2 separate regions of the Cyprinus carpio genome follow, and region 2 is linked to region 1. Evidence: chromatin contacts called from public Hi-C data. All regions are on one chromosome and are shown on one strand. The core of a region is the stretch at or near the end of the contact, and the rest is flanking DNA. Distances in the headings are between cores, read along the strand shown.

Region 1 (7,161 bases), core at 1,848-4,347:
TTACTACCCAGCTCTGTTTACTAGCTAACTTTGGATGTTTTTGTAACCATTATTCCTGTATCATTTATCATATTTTGTCAAATCTGTCCTTTTTGACAAGCAGCAGTTAATATTACCGTACTGTTATTGTCAAGCCATGCCTTCTGTTTTCAGCTATGTTGCCATTCTTAAATGCACTTCAGTGTACTGAAAGTCTGTGCTTTCTTTATCAGATTAGGGTCACTATCACATGGTGGCTTCAAATCATCTATTGATTGGTGACCCACATTCATCATTTTATCCTCTCCCTCTGACTTTCTGTCCCTTGTTGTCTTCTCTGCCCCCGTCCAAATGGTCCCATCACCCCTTACATTCCTCCTGTGAGGTCACTATATCATCACTGTAAATATAGGCCACTCTGTCTGAACTTGTTTTTATTTAACTTTTTTTATGCACACACAGACCTTTGACATGGTTTTTCTTGCAAACAGGATCTTGAGTGTGGTTCAATGTCATGGTCAAAGGTTCTGCTTTGTATTGTTTCATCATCAAGGTTGAACGTGTTTTACTGTCATCCGATATAAGAGGTTTTGTGTTTATGTGTCTGTGGCAGAGGTGTGTTATGAAGTAATAAGTGAGTTAGTAACTTTCCAGAGAAATCTGTGATTCTTTCACAGGAACGTATATGTTTAGGAACGTATATGTTATCCCCTGTTCAGTTCATGTCCTGTCATGTTGTCTGTGTTTCTCACAGCAAACCGAATTAGGTATTTTCTCAAGCATGTTTTATTATATCACTTTCACAAATTAAGTGCAATAAAATGTTCCGTGCACACATTTTCCTTGAATTTTGTTTGTCATGTCATTTCAAAGTATCTTGTATTTGAGTCTTGGTAAAAGGTTTTTTTTTTTTTTTTTTTTTCATTTTTGAATAATAATGAAATAGTTTATGATTATTGCACAACTTTTTTTTATAAATATTTTAAAAATCTGCTCCGGAAGATAAAAGTGCCAGTAGTCAAAGAAACATTAAATTGTGAAAATCTTTCCACAGGCTTTGATTTTTAAAAAAAAGTGAGAAAGTGAAAGTGACGTGACATTCAGCCAAGTATGGTGACCCATACTCAGAATTCGTGCTCTGCATTTAACCCATCCGAAGTGCACACACACACAGAGCAGTGAACACACACACACACTGTGAACACACACCCGGAGCAGTGGGCAGCCATTTATGCTGCGGCGCCCGGGGAGCAGTTGGGGGTTCGATGCCTTGCTCAAGGGCACCTAAGTCATGGCATTGAAGGTGGAGAGAGAACTGTACATGCACTCCCTCCACCCCACAATTCCTGCCGGCCCGAGACTCGAACTCACAACCCCTTCGATTGGGAGTCCGACTCTCTAACCATTAGGCCACGACTTCCCACAAAATTTTGTGCTTTAGAGACTTGCACAGTAGTACAAGTACCAGTTTCTTCTCATTATCACAAAATGATATACATGCTCATACATTTGTTTTTACCTTGTCCTGAGGTTTGCTGGCATTGATTTTGGCCACCCCTAGAGGGCAGACTTGAGCTTTGAGATTTGAGCGATGGACACACACACACACACACAGAGTTGGCTCAGTCTGACTCTGAACTTATTCTTCTCGTTCTCATGCAACTTAAAGCTTATGCAACACTATTAATTTGTTGGGAGCTAGATATTAAAGGGTCTTTATGCCAGAAATGGGTAACACTAACATAAAAAGACATTAAGAGATTATTTAATAACAATCTATGTGCATATTTTTTGTCTGCTCACACATTAAGGAACTGAAACATCACATGGCTTGCCTGACATGTTCACACGGAGCTTAAGGGTGTGAGCATTTCCTGTGAATCATTTGCACCCACTTTTCTGTTCTGTCACTCTGAGATATGAGTCTTGTGAACGAATGAGGTTATATTCAGTACTGTGGAATTTTTGTATTTTGAGAGGCTCTTAACTAGGACCGATTTGTCCTTCACTGATTCTACAGAAGAGCTTTTAAAATAAACCTTTACAGTTTTTAATTACAAATTACATATGCTCTTTCCCGTTTAAAAGCATGGGGGGGTTGCTAAAATACAATAAGTGTGTGTGTGTGTGTGTGTGTGTGTATATATATATATATATATATATATATATATATATATATATATATATATATATATATATATATTTTTTTTTTTTTTTTTTTTTTTTTTTTTTTTTTTTTTTTTTTTTCTCATGCAAGTTTCAAAACATGCTTACATCATGCTTTATAGTTTATGGCTTAAAAAGTTTAAAATATTGGTGTTTTTCTCACACACACCTATTGTTTCACTTCAGAAGACATTTGATTCATCAACTAGAGTCGTATGAATTACCACATGTTTGATTTGCGTGGTTTTTGAAGTGTTAACTTTGATGGTCCAATCTCATAGAGATGGATACATTTTCTAAAAAGCTCTGTTTGTGTTCCTCAGAAGAAAGTCACTTTTACCAAGGTTGACATATGAGATGCTTTGAAATGATAAAATGTGTGCATATTAGGAGTTATCCATAACTCCATGCTCTTCTGAAGAGTTAGTGTATTGTATTGAATGGAGGCTCAGACAGCAAGTTAGTGTCAGTATTACGATATCCATTGTCAGCGAAAGCAGCCTGCTCATTTGAATATGTTACAGTGAGTCAGCAGAAAGGCCTGCCATATGCAAAATGCTTCCCAACACAAACATTTTCCATTGATTTACCTCAGGACACCTTACATTTTGCCCAGCCAACTGGAAAACTCAAATATTTCTCTTGTATCACTGTATAAATGTGCTCATATTATGCTTTTTATTTGTCCAAATAGCCTTTATTTGAGTGTGTTTGTGTTTTTACCAGAGTAAAATTTGACAAACGTGTCAGTCTGCAGTTTCAAACATGCCACAAAAACTAGTTCACCCACTGCCCTGCTGTAAACTGGAAGTGAAACCAACAGTCTGTGTGGGGGCGTGAGACATTTTAACTGTTTTACAGCATGCCATCTGAGGTATTATTTTATCATTTTTTTCATCCAGTGGAAGGGAAATATGTAAGGGAAGTTATAGATAGAATTGTGTGTGTGTGTGTGCGTAAGAGGGGAATGTAAAGAGCTGCTCTAGTTTTAAACCTGATAAAACTTATCAGAGCGCAGCAGCACGCTGAAGATGCCACGCCTTCTCACTTTGTTATGCACTCCCTAGCCATCATAGATGAGTCTTCCTCCCTCCCTTCTTTTAGAAAGTAGAAACGTCTGGGCGTGGTTGGTAGCAGCTGTGTTTTGATTGGACGCTCTCCCAGGCGTATATTATCTCCTGTTGGACACGTCCTTGCTCCCCCAGATAACACACTCGAGCTGAAAGACTCCACCTACTGTTGTCAAATCATCACATCAAAGTGTTCAGTCCATCCTGCATGAACAGGCAGGTAGTAAGGTTGGTCTCTGGCTGTGTGAAAGCTCAAGTGAACTTTAGGTTACGCTTTGCGAAGTGCTCACAGCTGGCCTGTGGCATGTGGAGTACGGGCAGGTGGAAGAACTCAGCGGCTGGATCTACAGGTGCTCACATGTACCTCATCTTGGATCTACCATCGACAGCTTCTGCATTACATCGAGATTATCTCCACTTCGTCTGGGTGCTTGTGTGTGTGTATAGACACTTCTAGTTTAAACTGACACGACAGAGGAACCTGTGGTGAAGTCCAAGTTTGACAAGCTGTGGTTTTCCTGGGGTGGAGGAGCCGTTCTGCGGTCCAGTCACAGACGGCCTGATTCCTCAGAGGGGATGGTGGGTGGCAGGGCCGTCACTGTGCGCCTGCACAGGCGCCTGGAGTGAAAGTGTCACAGTGCAAACATGGAATTCCTCAAGAGCCTCGTTCCCACGGTCATCTCCGGGGATGGCGGGCTGCCGGCGACGGACGTGGGGGGAGTATGGCCGCGGGAGACTGGCCCTCGCTTGCTGAGGATGAAGAGGCTGGTTTCACAGGCCAATGAAGAGGAGCAAGATGGATCCAGTCTGACTAGCCGGCCAGCTGTCCGTCTTCAACGACATCGTGCCAAAGGTACCGTCAGGAAAGAGGAAGGGATGGGTATTCAAACATGATTTTAACTGTGTTGGAGAGAGGAGACTGTTTGATTAGGAGGTGTGTGTGCAAGGTGTGTGTTTGCACCATTTTTGTTTGTAGTTCAGCTGTGATATAAGATAAATTGCAGACAAGAGGGAACATGCAAATACTTTGTGTAACCCAACTGCGAAGTCTTAAGTTAGTCATTAGTGAGAATTATTCAAATATTGAGAGCTGGTATAAAACCAGGAACTTTAAGGTATTTTATGCAATACAAATGCAGAAAGGGAGCAGTATGGTCATGACGAAAATAATCTCATCACTCTGAGTTTATTGGCACTGAACCAGGTTGGTATTGTTTTGAAACAATGATATATTTGTCAAAGTGAGTTATTGTTAGCATCACTATTTCCAATCTTGAGCTATGACAGCAAGACTCAAAATAATGTGTTAATCATGCAGACACCATATCTGAGGTTTTAACACTTATGCTACCGTTCAAAGTTAAAGGCGTTAGTAAACATTATTATTTTTATTATTATTATTAATTATATTATTATTACTATTATTAACAAAATGTTTTACTTTTTTGGCAAGAAAATATTAAACTGATTAAAAGGGACAGTTTATAATAATATGAAAGATTTTTTTATCAAAATATGTCACTATCAAGCACAACTGTTTTCGATTGATAATAAAAAATTATTGAGCATTAGCATATAAGAAGGATGTCTGAAGGATCATGTGACGCTGAAGAATATAGTAATGGCTGCCACAACAGGAATAAATTACATTTGAAATAGGGTTGGGCCATGTCTACCAAATTGGCATCGGACGATGTCTACAGTGAAATGGATGGACGATGACATCGGGGGGCGGGGTTATGGGTGTGCCCGAAGCATGAAACAAATAACACGTTCTATGGAGCCACTAAAAGGTTAGCCACTTGCTAGCAGGGTACATGAAAGTTCACTTACCACATAAATGTCTGATGGGATGTTGGCGAATGATTTGCAGATCCTGAGCAACAATGACAAACATATAATCTTGTCAAATGTGTAGTAAGTACTGCCACTCCATAGTATAGAGTTCTTGTGATTGCGAATCTCAAAAGTGAAAGTGAAAGTAAAATGACAGCGTGAAATCGAAAGCGGTTTCAATAGCGCCTCCTTGATGCCCGCAATTTATATACTGTCACCTATGCTTACCCAAGGATATAATTGCGAGAAAAAGTATTGAAGTATTTTTTTTAATTCTCCCAACTCTTAGGCTATTTATTCCCTTTAGGGTTTCCATAGTACACTTCATTTTCTTTCCGAACACTGAACTGGGATGCGGCGGATTGCAAGGGGTTGGGGGGGAATCACGATGTCAGCTTAACATCGTGATGTCAGTCAGCCATTGGCGAAGGATGATGGCATTGTCTATCGGCCCAACCCTAATTTGAAAGTATACTCAAATAGAGGCTATTTTAATTGTAATAATACATCACAACATTACAGTGTTTATTGTATTTTTGGTAAGATAAATGCAGCTTTGGTGAGCATAAGAGACTTCTTTAAAAAAAAAATGGGACTGACTCTAAACTTTTGAACGGTAGTGTATGTAGACTAGAGATAATGTCAAGGCACTGCTAACTGGAGAAATACAAGGCTCTTCAGATCAAAATGGACTCTTAAAGTGCCCTGTTTGGTTATGGATTTATTGGTGCATATTATTTAAAAGAAATAATAACTAATCTTTCATCAAATGCGTCTGTCACCAGGCTCTTCCCACTAACCACCATGCGTCACATATATAGACTGCTTTTAATGATCCATTCATCTAGTCTTTTCCCCCAGGGTAAAGTTACACCCTAATTCTTTCCTGTCGCATGTCCACTTTAATTTGGAAATCTGTCAGATTTTGCAGTGAATTTTTAGGCCGATGTACTAAAAAGAAAAACAAAGTCGACTTTAAAGTTAAGGAAGTCTTTGTTTCGTGAAAAGAGACTGATTGTTAAGTTGAATACTGTTCTGCATTTAATCAGGCAATACAGTTTTTGTTGACAGTTTTTGTTGCTCATAACTTGGCTGCTGGAAGCAGATGAATGCATTTGTGACCATAAATGTATTGGACTCTTCAACACATCTCCCTGACAGAGTCATATGGGGATAAATGAGGATCTTTGTGTGTCATTCACGGCTGATCCAGCTACGACCACTCTTCTTGGTATGTCAGCTCCTTGGTTACAGGAAAACAGTGTGGGGAGTGTAATGTTGCATCACTGCATGTGACTCTGCATTCAAAATGCAAATTGACCACCACGCATTCAAATATGATGGAAAACACCAGTTCAAACTGGACCAAGAGTTTTTTTCTGTATCCTTCGAAGGTTGAAGCCTGAGCTTCTCTCAGTATGTGCTGATAAAGTTATAACATGGGTAGTAGTCAGTATGCGTGTGTGTGTGTGTGTGTGTTTGTAGGTGTTTACATTGCAACCAAACCACACCTCACTCTTCCTAAATTGATGAGTCTTGAGTGTTCAGGTGAGGATTTGGGTTTTAAATGTGCCTGCCAGGACATGCTCATGTTCCCAAATGTATTTAAATGCTCCACACCTGTCATTCTTAAGTAACTATATTTTTTAAAGATACTGCAACTAGGTATCACTCAATTTGTTGAATTGATTTTTCAATTAATCTGATGTTCTGCATCTCCCCTTTAAACAATGTGCAAAAATAAGTGAATAAACTACCATTCAACAGTTTGTGGCTTTTTAGAAATAAGTCTCTAATGCTCACCAATGTTGCATTTATGCTGTAAAAATGATAAATATTATTACAACTGTTTTCTGTTTTAATGCATTTTCAAATGTAATTATTCCTGAATTCTCATCGGCCAGTTGTGCTTAATGGTTTTGTGGAAACCAAAGATTAGAAAATTCAAAAGACCAGCATTTATTTGAAATAATATAAATATTTTGTAACATTATAAACGTTTTACTGTCACTTTTGATCTATTTAGTGCATCCTTGCTAAATAAAAAAATAATGTCTTTAAAAAAAAAAAATTCCTGACCCTAAACTTTGGAACAATAGTGTATAAAATG
Region 2 (7,161 bases), core at 2,200-4,699, 36 kb after region 1:
GCAACATTGCTACATCAACCCTGATTTAAATTAGTGTAGTTTCACAATATGGCGACTCAGAACATTACACAACTTTCCATTAATTCAAATCAGAATATGTGCGATCTGTAAACACTCTGCTGCAGTCCCATTCCAGGTTTTTCGATTTGCACCCATTTGCAGATTTTTAATGAGACAGACATTTAAGTATAAACAATGCTTTGAGAAGTAAACTGTATTTAAACCCTGAAATCGAGCTGGTTGTGTCTGATGAGAGCAAGAGTTTCAAAAAACCTGCACCTTGTCTTTAGGCAAAATCACGCAACTCTGCTTGCTTTTATTTCAAACCGATCATACACCGATCCGAACACATTGGCTCTTTGAAACTGTGTTTGTATCCAGATCACTTGACAGAGGCTCTGAGACTGTTCTGCAGAGTTCATGATGGTACATGTTTTGTCAAGTGGTTTGAGGTGGAGCTTATGGAATGAGTTGCTACAGAAACACAATTGAAATGTATTTCGTTTTGCATTAACACGATGAATAGCTCTGAGTGATTTGTGTGCTGTTGGGCACCGAGCGGGTGTAGCTCAGCGTGAGGACTTATATGTTTGTTCTTGTGTGTTTTTGGAAGGCGGTGAAGAATGAAGTGAATGTGCCCTGCCTGAAGAACTTTGTGGAGATGCTCTACCAGACGACCTTTGACCTCAGCTCAAGAAAGAAGCACTCACTGGTACAGTCCTTTTTTTTTTTGCTTTGATGCATACTTTCCCACAATCTTCTGCATCATTGTGCCAACCCAGAAGGCTGTCCTTCTTTTGTGGAACACAAAAAGACAAGTTTAGCTGATTCCACCGGTCGCCCTTTTCCATGCAATTACAAAGCTTCAAAGAGTACCATAAAACTGTCATAAAAGTGGGCCATAAAATGTATTTCACATTTTTAGTGTCTGCTCAATCAGTAGTGTTGAGTAATAATTGTTATTCACTGTAAATCCATCCTAGCTCACCTTGTCAAGTGCATGAGAGAAGATGCAATGTCCGATTTTTTTCTAGTTTGATATATTTTTAAATCTTTCTCTCTCCTCAGGCATTGTATCCCTTGGTCACATGTCTGCTGTGTGTTAGTCAAAAGCAGTTCTTCCTCAATAACTGGCACATCTTCCTTCAGAACTGCCTTTCCCACCTAAAGGTAATGTTTGTTTACTTTACAGTAGCTTTGTCACATCCTGAGAAAAAAAAAAAAACAATAGAGCTGACAGTTTCAATGCAGCTTAAAAGTAGCAAAAGCAGTTATAAATCCTACCTTTTAATCATGTTGTTTGGGCACTGCGAAAACAGAGGTGCTGATACATACAGATTCTGAAGCCTGGAGGCAGGTTTGCTGATTTAATATGAGAATTCATTCTGTAAGTGGGTTGGTTCACTTACATAATTTCGGAGAAAGGTGTGGTGTTACAAACAACATCTGTAAAATGCCTCTTTCTCGTACTGTTAAGTTAATTATACCTGTGTCATCCACTCTTTCTCAATCATATCTCCAAACCGTGTGTGTTTGTGCTTGTCCACGTTCTTTTTCAAAGTCGCTGGTTCAGCTATCAGGATGTGATCTTTTTTTTTTTTTTTTTTTTTGGTTTCTTAACTGCCTTTCCACAATGATTGAGTTTTCCTCCAATCTATGCAACTTTATCATGTGGATCTTGAGGATTGATACGTGATGCTTTGATTCGGTGGTGGTGATATTATGAACGAGTAATCAAACTCATTTGTAACTCCCTGCAGTACCGATTAAATACTTTACTCGCTATCCGTTAATCTAGATCAGGACTGGATCAGAATTGGACTGTAGTGTGAATCTTACTCCAAATCCACTTTAGGCCGCTTCTTACACATCTCAAAAGGACATGTGAACGATTCAGGATCAGAAGTGAAGTTTTCTCAGTGATCTGGTGTAATGTCTCTAGCCGGCTGAGCCCAGGTTTATGGGATTTGTAGTCTCAGTGGTGGATAATTCCTCTCCTGATTGATCCATGGACTCCCATTGCAGTTCTGCTTGTCTGTCTGCTCCCCGTCTGGTCTAACCCTGCTGTAGTTTGTCTTCCCAGATCAACAGACCTTAATCAGAGTGGACGTTATTTGAAGCCTTATTTTCATTTGCATTAAGTTTTTTTTATAGCGTCCACTCTGACTAAAGTCAGCACATAATCACTCTTGCTTGTAATCATCCATTTGCATGCACTAATCCTGCCTCCCATTTTTGTTTATGGTTTTTTTTTTTTTTTTTAAATTTCATTTTAATTCATTCCTGCCATTTGTCTTCTCACCCATCAGAAACTCTTCATCTTCATCAGCATATCACCTATATTTAAGTTCAGTTTAAAATAATCTTCCTAGAAGCTTTTGTCTAATGGGCCATTTTCATTCCTTAAGGAAGTATAGATACATTTTGGAATACTCTTGTTGATTCTGTAGGGAATCTGACACTGAAGTGTTCAATCCCATGCACCCTGCACTTTGTTTTGCATGTTGTTGTTGTAGCACAAAGCTTCGTTTTGTTCTTAAGTTTGTCTCTTGTTCTTTTTCTAACCTGCATGTCTTCCCCATCACCATCACCCCCTGTCCTTTGTCATCTTTTTTGTTACCCCTGCGTTTATTGGCTGCAGATGCCGTCAAACAACAGCATCCGTAAGCAGATTGAGACCCTGCAGGTGAGTTACCATGGTTACCCACAAGGCTAACCCTGCCCCTCAGAAGTCATGTGATTGACCTGTGTTCCACATGGGCTTCCTGAGACTTCTGGCTCTTTCGCCTGTCCATAGAGGAAACTAAATGGCTTCATTACTGTCCTGCTGTCCTCAAGAATTCACACAGGAAAACCACCCAGGTCAAGGAGTCACTGATGAAGGCGTCAGAAATGTTTTTATCTCAGGGCGGCATTAATTCAGCCCAAAACTCTTGCTTTTGCCAAAACAAATATAAAAGTATTTTGCATTACTATACATTTCCAAAAAAATATAGAATTAATTATTTCATCAGATTTTGTTAATTATGAAAGTGATTTATTTTTATCTTGCAAGAGGACCAGCCTAAATTTGAATGTTGCAAGAAGATTTGCAGCATAGTTTGACAGCAATCACAATGCACTTCTGGAAAATTATGGAAAATATAAATATTTTGATCATCAGTTTAAGTGTCCATGATCCTGCAGATCACAGTCTTTTTCTGTAGAAGTTAAAACAGTTTGCAAGATTGTTGCATTTACAATGGCTTGTTTTGAATGTACAGCTATTTGAAATGTACCTGCAGACTCATTAGAACAGTGAGGAAAAATGTATTGCTGATAATTCTATAAATAAATGGCATCCCTGTTGATGAAAGACACTAGGGAGTCCTCACTGTACTAATACTCTAATACTTATGTAGTTGATGTTCACTGCAAACCGTGCAATCATATCGCCCCCTATGGTGAGTGTTGGTCTTTACACCCTGTTTGATGCTGTTTACTGCAGTCTGATTAGCTGCTGTGTGTGTGCGAGAGAGAGACTGAGTAGCCAACAGTGTGAGTCAGTGACTCGATTTGGTCGAGCCGTGATGTGTTAATCACAGATTCATTCGCAGAGGTTGTATGAATCCCTCTGTCATCATCTATTGCTTCTGCTGAACAGTCAATTTATGAGTCATCTCTTTGTGCATCAGTGCAGTTAAAGCAGAAATTATGGCTCTTATTGGATTGTAAATGGAGTCCAGTGCGTCATATTCCTCATTAGCTCGTCATGAGCAGCAAGTGAACTATTGATCATGTTACAGATGAAGCAGCAGCTCTTTATGAAGGAATCTAGCATATTTTCTAGGTTAATTCACGAATTGTTGTCTTTGGAGGTCATTTTGACTCCCTGGGGGGGTTGTAAGACTGGAAGCCACTTTAAAGCAACGTGTTTGTAAAAATCCACAATAAGGAGTTTTTTAAAACTTTTTTAACTTCTTGCTCTTTTACTTTTTGGATAAAAATGCCTTATTTCTATGCCTTAATTTATGAGTTCTTGTTATCTGAGCATTTTTGTATCTTTCTTTTTAGAACAAAGATCCCAAAATGTCTCGTGTAGCACTGGAGTCTCTCTACCGGCTGCTCTGGGTTTACATCATCAGGATCAAGTGTGAGAGCAACACAACCACACAGAGGTAGGACACACAATCCTACAGATTTACAAAAATATCTTGAATTTATGCCAATTGCGCACACACTGGGAATACATTCACTCAATGCTAACACTAACCACAAACACACCATTGTTTGAGAAGATAAACCTCTCACAGATATAAACAAATATATACATTATTGTCTTGTAGACAATTCCTATTTATATGTATATAACGTTTCACATTATCTCTTTTCCTTCACAGTCGTCTCCTCAGTATTGTAACAGCACTTTTTCCAAAGGGCTCTCGCAGCGTGGTGCCCCGGGACACACCCCTCAACATCTTTGTTAAGATTATTCAGTTTATCGCTCAGGTAAAAAAAAAAAAAGAAATAAATAAAAAACACTCAAAACATATTTTAGAACATCTCAGGTTCATATCCAGCCTTCGTTTTGGCCCAATCCTAAAGCTAGTTACCCACTTTACCATCAACGATCTATTATTTTGTAATAAACGTAAAATGATCACAATGAACATTTGGGAGGTTGGTTGTGGTTTATTGCGTTGGTTTTCATTAGTTTGTGGCATGTTGTTTTTCCCTCTCTAAAGGAACGGCTGGACTTTGCCATGAAAGAGATCATCTATGACCTGCTGTGTGTGGGCAAGTCCCAAAAGACCTTCACCATTAATCCAGAGGTATGTGAAGACATTCACATAATGTGGCAGCCATTAAAAAATTAGCAAAAAAAAAAAAAACTAAAAATTGTGGTAATCGCTGGATAAAAAGATAAACATTGAAACTAATGATCTCTCTCTTATCTGTCTCTCTCTCAGAGGATGAATATTGGTCTCCGGGCCTTCCTGGTGATAGCCGACAGCTTACAACAGAAGGACGGCGAGCCACCCATGCCCACTACAGGTGTCATCTTACCTTCAGGCAACACACTGCGGGTCAAAAAGATCTTCCTCAACACCACTCTCACAGACGAGGAAGCCAAGGTCATCGGTACGGACCCTTACAGTTCCTACACAGCTCTCCAAAAAGAAGATATTTCTGAGTACAGCCTACCCTACCCTAAAGCATTTGGTCATGTTCGAATAGTTGATTTTAATGTAATTGTGATTCCTGGAGCATGAGCTGTCCTCATTGAGCTTTCAGCATAAATACAGTTGTGACTTCCTGCCAAGTTCTTTTCTGTGTGTTTTTGAGCAAGAAAGTTTGAAATATTTCGGGATTGCAATTGTGGTCCATTCCTCTTTTTTTTTATAATTTTTTTTTATCTATGTTGGCTTTAGTCACAATATCCTCATATACATCAATTTGACTGTACATTTTTAATAGTTTAGCTTTTCCAGTAAAACTCATTGCATGCCCATTAGTGGAGATAGTGGTGTATTTATCTGGCCTCATTGTTTAGAGGTTGAGGAAATGCCTCTGTATGTAGTCTGTTGTAACATTTTTCCGTTCTTGTACCAGATTTTGCGTGTGAACTAAGCTGTTTTCTTTCTGTGTATGTGTTTGTCTGTGTAGGTATGTCTCTGTATTACCCTCAGGTTAGGAAGGCCCTGGACAACATCCTCAGGCACCTGGATAAAGAGGTGGGACGATCCATGAGCATGACCAACGTTCAGATGTCCAACAAAGAGCCAGAGGACATGATCACGTTAGTTTCTTAAGATTTTATTTAGCATAAATATGATATAAGAATTTTTAAAAAGGTATGAAAACGAATGGTGTTGTTTATTTGGCTCTCAGCGTGTTTATTGTATGTTTGTGTTCTGCTGTAGTGGGGAGCGTAAACCGAAGATTGATCTGTTCCGGACATGTGTAGCTGCCATTCCTAGACTAATCCCAGACGGCATGAGCAGACAGGATCTCATCGAGCTACTGGCCAAGTAATGACCTGTGACCCTCATGTCAACCCTCATTCATCCCCACAAGAAAACTCCAGCCATTCCCCAGTTCACTAGTTCTGTTGTTGCTTGATAACAATTACATTTATGCCTACTGACCATTCACAAAATTTTATGATCTGATTCTGATTCACAAGCTATCAGTTTAATTCAATATTGATTGTTTTGGAAATATTTCAGTTTAAATGTAAACAGGCTGGTTATTACATTTCAGTTATTACATAATTTACTGATTGCTACAGTGCGTGGTGTGCATTATGAGTTCAACATGCTCTGGGTTCACTTTCTCATGTTTACATATTTCCCACAATGTTTGGTCTTTATAGTTTATAGCCTATAACACAGCAATTTGGAATGAGGATTTTCAACACAGAAAAACTTTAAAGTTCTTCTCATGCAAAGTGTTTATTTATTTTAGGGGTATGAGTCAAACAGAAAAATCACACTTATTCAGAAAGTACCCATAGACTAATATGAAATGCTGATTTCCATATATTTATGACTTCCTCTACAGCAACCACAATCTGAGTCAGACTTCCTTTGAAGTCGTAATGGCATGTAGTTAGAACTCATATGTCACCGTTTACCCGCTTGACCTCTCTGCGGTTCTGGTGACGCATGATGCTGTTATGAAGATGATGATGTGTTGCATTTATTTATTGCATTCTGTAAACAATGACTTTCATTCTCCCACCCGTCCAGACTGACCATTCATATGGATGAGGAGCTGCGTGGTCTGGCGTTCACCACTCTGCAGGCTCTGATGTTGGACTTCCCAGACTGGAGAGAGGACGTGTTGTCTGGTTTTGTGTATTTCATTGTGAGGGAGGTGACTGACGTTCACCCCACACTACTGGACAATGCTGTCAAGATGCTGCTGCAGCTCATCATACAGTGGAGACAGGCGGTACAGAGCAGCAACCGCAGCCATGATTCACAGGTGCAAACATACAACAGTAATATAATATTTTTGTACAAAAAAAAAAACTGTAATTCAGCAAGGATGCATTAAATTGATCAAGAGTGCCAGTAAAACTTTTATATTGTTCCAAAAAAAAAAGTATGTGTTAAGCAGCAGACCTGTTTTCAGCATTGTTAATAATAAAAAAAAAAACCTTTATTGAGCACCAAT

The links. Hi-C and Micro-C count contacts between places; a contact is called where the count stands out from the background.
Region 2: a contact with region 1 is called in a Hi-C map of red blood cells, with 4 times the contacts expected there. The contact joins the enhancer-like site here to the promoter of LOC109112907 in region 1. A contact is called at or near these places in 4 of 8 Hi-C or Micro-C datasets (liver, red blood cells and skeletal muscle).

The regions. Positions count from the first base shown.
Region 1 is chrB20:13,831,085-13,838,245 of ASM1834038v1, forward strand. LOC109112907 (protein furry homolog-like) reads left to right here and starts at 3,098. Exons shown (of 62, transcript XM_042747192.1): 1 at 3,098-4,068. The coding sequence starts at 3,861.
Region 2 is chrB20:13,867,007-13,874,167 of ASM1834038v1, forward strand. LOC109112907 (protein furry homolog-like) reads left to right here. Exons shown (of 62, transcript XM_042747192.1): 10 at 614-712; 11 at 1,069-1,170; 12 at 4,054-4,157; 13 at 4,380-4,488; 14 at 4,725-4,811; 15 at 4,950-5,121; 16 at 5,647-5,779; 17 at 5,904-6,011; 18 at 6,732-6,969. Among protein-coding and RNA genes, the nearest start is that of LOC109112907, 36 kb to the left of the region's middle. Within about 2 kb of position 3,450, at least 1 of the 8 cell types and tissues checked has an H3K27ac peak or open chromatin away from gene starts, as enhancers often do.